Linked DNA regions of Danio rerio: region 1 is linked to region 2. Evidence: chromatin contacts called from public Micro-C data. All regions are on one chromosome and are shown on one strand. The core of a region is the stretch at or near the end of the contact, and the rest is flanking DNA. Distances in the headings are between cores, read along the strand shown. Region 1 overlaps tnika (TRAF2 and NCK interacting kinase a). Region 2 overlaps LOC141378206 (a long non-coding RNA gene).

What was found. Hi-C and Micro-C count contacts between places; a contact is called where the count stands out from the background.
Region 1: a Micro-C map of caudal fin shows a contact between it and region 2, with 2.1 times the contacts expected there. The contact joins two enhancer-like sites. A contact is called at or near these places in 2 of 18 Hi-C or Micro-C datasets (caudal fin and an unstated tissue).

Annotation. Positions count from the first base shown.
Region 1 is chr2:29,098,402-29,101,494 of GRCz12tu, reverse strand. It overlaps tnika (TRAF2 and NCK interacting kinase a), which reads right to left. Exons shown (of 31, transcript NM_199703.1): 8 at 645-699. Among named protein-coding and RNA genes, the nearest start is that of slc2a2, 55 kb to the left of the region's middle. Within about 2 kb of position 1,549, at least 1 of the 62 cell types and tissues checked has an H3K27ac peak or open chromatin away from gene starts, as enhancers often do. A contact at or near this core is called in caudal fin, where this site is marked.
Region 2 is chr2:28,974,592-28,977,425 of GRCz12tu, reverse strand. The region is part of intron 1 of LOC141378206 (a long non-coding RNA gene); the gene reads right to left. Among named protein-coding and RNA genes, the nearest start is that of tnika, 19 kb to the left of the region's middle. Within about 2 kb of position 1,290, at least 2 of the 62 cell types and tissues checked have an H3K27ac peak or open chromatin away from gene starts, as enhancers often do. A contact at or near this core is called in caudal fin, where this site is marked.

The DNA.
Region 1 (3,093 bases), core at 300-2,799, 120 kb before region 2:
TCATTATTTAAAACAGTCAAAATATGCTCAACCATTATTACAGTATTTATTAATCTTTGTCATTGTTAGTTTATGAAAATAAAGTTGTTTGTTGTTAGTTCATATTAACTTACGGTACATTAACTTCATTATTGTTGACGTGCATGATTTTGGTTTTTAATAACACATTAATAAATGTTGAACTACTATTAATAAGTGGCAAACAAGTGTTGTTCATTATTATTATTATTATTTTAGAAAATAAATTATCTTATAAAATCTTACTGTAAAGTGTGATCTTTATTCCGAAGAATGTTGGCAACCAGTAGCCATTGCCGCCCATACAATGGATGTCAACGACTACCTGTTTTCAACATTTTTTCCACATCTCTCTTTAAGTTCAATTAAAGAAATAAATTCCAAACTGGTTTGAAATAAATGAGGTGAAAGATTTAGAATCATTGTAGGCATCACTAGAGTTTTATTTAGTTAAATTCAGACTTTTGAGTGAAGGTTTGCCTTAATGGGTTTGAGATCGAGTAATCCCTAAAGTGAATGTTATGATTTTATAAGCTGCAGGTTTGATAATTTACTTATATTATTACTTTTATTATATTACATATTTACTTATATTATTATATTATTATACGAGTTATATTACTTACGTGGAGCTCCTTCAGCCATTTCAAGGGCCGTGATTCCCAAAGACCACAGGTCACTCTAAAGAAGAGAAGAAAATTCATGTAAGACATGACACAAAAAAAAACTGTATAAACGATCAATGAAATCTGTTTATATACTGTATAAACGCGCATATATAAAATATAGTCCTTAAAATGACCTTGACATGCTAATCTGCAGGATGCATCCAGCTAATTTGATTAAGGGTGATGATATAACTGCTTCAGGCTCATCAATGTCAGTTAAACAGCTGCCCTTTATACTAATGCCTGTCAAATTAGAACTGCAATAATGTCCTAAACATACACACAGTCACACACGCACACACATCTCAAATGAAGCAATAAGCAATGAAAGTTTTGTGTGTATTTCTGTATAACAGTACTACCATTAAACCCATGTCATTAAGGAAAACTCCTCTTAAAAGCCGGTCACAGAAAGTAGTATAGAATTTAGGGCCTTTTTTATCATACACAGCACGTCAAACACTAAGCATCAATTTGGATAATTATAGCTGTTATTATAGAAAAAACATGTACACGCATAAGACAAAAAAACCTGCAATCATTTTCAAGAGCGATTTTACAGCTCAATATATTAAATATATCATTTTAGTTCAAATGTTTATTGACTGTTTCTTATAAAAAATATATTTTTCTAACATAAAAACCATTTGAAACCAAGTAATCTGACTATACAAAGGCTCAACTAAATTCAAAAGCCAATTCGTCTGATCACAGACTGAGATATCAGTTTTATAATGTAAAGTAGACACAGTGACTCACCTGTCCCACATTCCCTTGTTTAATGTTTCTCTCTAGAGACAAATGTAACCCCAAGTGAGCAAACAAGAAACCTGTGTGATAATCTTCAGTTTGTCTTCCATGGAAGTTCTGGCTGCCTGACAGTTTCTCTGGAACTCTTATTATAGTACAAACACACTGTGCATTGCACTGAAACCGGCTTGTAGCGTCTTGCATTTCAAAAGGTGAATGAGAGATGAAAACAGAAAAAAAAAGTCTTTCTTCCCTTAGAGGAAATACTTTCAATTACTTTCTATTATTACAATGCACTGCCCACATTCTCACAAAAGGTTCGTATTCTCGGCAAAACCACAGATTAAAAAGAAAAAAATATATATTTTATTATAGATAAAAAATAATATATTCATTCATTCATTCATTTATTTTCTTTTCGGCTTAGTCCCTTTATTAATCCAGGGTTGCCACAGCAGAATGAACTGCCACAAAATAATATAAATAAATCAAATGTAATGATTAAATACACAAAACATACAGATAAATGTGAAGATATTACCTAATTTGGTCTCCATTTTAACTACACAGATTTTTTGTTTAGTTTTTTGTTTTCATTTTTAAGTCAATGTAACCCTTATTCATGGTAGTCGCTTCCTAAATATTACTAATAAAGTGAAAAGAAATTAAAAACTGAAATAATAAATATAAAACAATTAAAACTATAATGTCAACATCTGTAAAAAAAAAAAAGTGAATCTGTAAAAAAAAGAAAAAACAATAATAATACTTTGATTATACATACAAAATACATTATTGTAATGATTAAATAGACAAAACATATATAGATGAAATATAGATAAATGTGAAGATATAAACTAATTTTGTTACTATATTTAATTGATACATATCTTTTTTAATTCCTAAAAATTAAATGTAACTCATACTTTTGTCATAATAGATGCTTCCCAAATGTAAATAATAGTAATAAACAGGGGGGAAATTACAAACAATAATGGACAATAATGTTAACATCTAAAAAAATTATTATTAATAATAATAATAATAATAATAATAATAATAATAATAATAATAAAGCTCATGTAATATTCAAATATTTTTGAAAGTCCAATCAAAGATAATTGAAAACCTCAGATTAAAAATAATACCTTAATCATAGACACAAAACAAAATAAATAATTTTAATGATAAAATAGACAAAACATATATAGATTAATATGGATAAATGTGAAGCTACAACCTAATTTAGTCCCCATTTTAACTACATACATTATTTATTTAATTTTTTTATAAGTTAATGTAACTCTTATTTTTGTCATGGTAGATGCTTCCCAAATATTATTAATGAACAGAAAAAACAATAAAAAATGAAAAAATTAACATAAAACACACAAAATAATGTCAAAATCTCAAAATATTAATGATGATAATAATAATAATAATAATAATAATAATAATAAAGACCATGTAGCATTTTTCTGAACGTTTAATTAAAGAGAATTGAAAACCTCAGATTAAAAAGAAAAACAATAATAATACTTTGATCATAGATACAAAACAAAATAAATAATTTTAATGATTAAATAGACATAAAAATAGATTAAATAATGATCAATGTGTAGATATAACCTAATCTAGTCCCCATTTTAACTACATA
Region 2 (2,834 bases), core at 41-2,540:
TGTCTGTTAGAACAAATACCTGATGGTTTCATAATATACAAACAACAGTATTTTAAGCTGTATGAAATAATACAACATTATATGACTCAATACTCTATTTGTTGACTTCATAACAGTCAGATCTGTAAAACCAGTATAATTACAGGTTCTCGATTCATTTTCTCTCCAACACCCTTGACTGAGCGCCAGGCAGCACATATTAGTCTGAACGACACATGCATGAGTCTTGTGTGGAGCCCAAGCAGATGAATATTTTATCCATGCGCATTCTTAAGTTATCGTCAAAATTATAAACACTTCCTGTTTAACTGCTTCCTCTTAGTGAAGATGGGAATTTACCTTAGTGTTACACAGTAGTCATACTTTTTTGGGAGCATAAATGCAGTTTGAGAACATATCAAGGCTCTTACTATGTGAACTGAGATACTTTACAAAGTTTCAATATTATAGTGAATTGCAACACATTTTATGAAAACATAAAAGACAAACAAAGTAAGGTTTTGGTTTGTTAATTATGCATCTAGCTCTAGATTTAATTAAAGATTTTGTAAGTATAATGTTTTTTAAAACAATTTTATTTCTTAAATTCTTATCACAGCCTGCGAGATGTAAGACTTAACTAATAATATATTAATATATTATAAATAATTATAAATAAAAAATATTATTATACTGTAGATAAATTAATACTACTAATAAAATATTATTAAACAATATATGAATTAATATGACTAAATATAATTAATCAAATAAATCTTTTTACTAATAATCATGCCAACATTTGTGAAATATTATATAAAATATTTTAAGGTTCTATACAGCACTTTCAAAGCATTTATAAGAATATACTGTAAATGGTTCTGCTATTGTTATAAGCTGAAGAACACTAATTTGGTGCTGTTTAGAGCCACTTTTTCTCTAAGTGTATGAACTTTAAATTTCATAAAACCATGGGTGATTAATCATTTAGCTTAGAGGTAAGAATTAATTAAAATCTGAAAAAAAAAATTTAATTTAAAAAATGTGTTTTGTTTTAGACCTTTAATAGTGTGTGTGTTTTTTAAATAAGATGCTTTTGATACAGTAATTCACAAAAAAAAGACCAGCTCACAAGACTTAAGCTACAGCAGTCTACCTCTGACAAGCCTTTGAGAGCCACATTATATTTGAAAATTATTAATTTAGAGAAATATGAATAATTCAAAAAGCAAAAAAAGTTCAACAAGGCACGGCTGGAGGTATGCCCTGAGGTTAAGAGGCACGGCTTCTAACATAAAACGAAGACGGAGAACAGGAAAATCTACTTGAAAAAAAAATTCAAAAGCTCCATCTAGAGGTGTCCTTCACTGCATTTTGACTCCAAAGCCATTGTTTTAAAATTTCCCATTTTTTTGTTGTTTACTGAATGAGGATTTCTTAAATAAGGATACAGAAATTTAAAAACCTCCGCTCTGCACCTTAATTTTACATTTCATCTTGGTAAAACTAAAAAAATTATTCATTAAGATTCACATAAAACTAGTGTATAGTATGAAGCCATCTTGAGGCCCTTGAAAGTGTGAGCACCAGGGACTCCGAGATGTATGCCTCCTAACCAATTTTACTTCTTTGTCCTCATATAATCTGGATCAGTGGTTCTCAAACGTTTTTCATCAAGTACCACCTCGGAAAAAAGTTGTCTTTGCAAGTACCACCATAATGAGCAGTTTTGAAACACAGTAGTGTATTAGGTCTAGTAAAGCAGCTTAAGCTCTGTACAGTTCAAAAGGGAGGCATATTAGTTCCTATTATTAAGAACATTTAAATTAAAATGTGCTTTTAAAAGTTGAAAATGGTAGGTTACTGTTCTTAAAAAGTAAAAAAAAAAAAAAAAAGAAGAAAAAAAAAGAAATAACTCCTGGTTTATTAGCACCTGGAAATGTTGCCCGGACCTCATAAATATAGGCTTTATGTCATCATATTCGTATATAAATCTTTTTTGATCATTTATTTAAATATATGTAGCATATTTACATATTACATATTTAATTCATCTGCATACCTTTAGAAGGAAGCCTGTGTACCACTAGTGGTACAAGTACTACAGTTTGAGAACCACTGAACTAGGTGAATCAAAGACAATAAAAATCTAAGATTTTAGTTGTTGTTATAAAAAGAAACTAAGAAAGGAATTAATTACAATAAACAATCATTCCAGAAGTTTAAAAAAACTGTATGTTTTTTCAGTAAAACATTTCAAGAAGTACGGTATGTCTCTAGACTCTAGTGCCCCTAGTTAAAATGTACAATACAATAAAAACTTACTTTAAAAAATAAAGTCCTTTGTTGACAATGACAGTTTCACAAAAACATTTAACATCTATTCCAGGTTATTTAAAGTGGATAAAGGTCTAAAGTTTCCTTTATATCAGGGCTCACCAATATCGGTCCTCGAGGGCTGGTGTCTCTATAGTTCCAACTTGCCTTCACACAACCTTACCTAAGAGCTTGGAACTCTACAGTATCTACAGCGCCCCCTAACATTTACAATTTGTCACTGTGGTTTCTACAGTTTTTGTCTGATATTCACAAATATTGGTATAGGGATTTGATTTGATGACAACAAACTATTTCACATAAACTTATTGGGTCTGCTCAACAGGATGCTGCCATCTTGGGTTGTTTGGAAAAAGGCAAGCTGTGGATTTTGAAATATTTCACAGAAGATTTATAAAGTGGCATTAAATTACAGGATGAAAATATTGTCAAGCCACTATATTATATATGGATTTGACACATGTATGCCCTTATATATATTTTTTATATATATCTGAGATGGTGTGACAATGATGTTG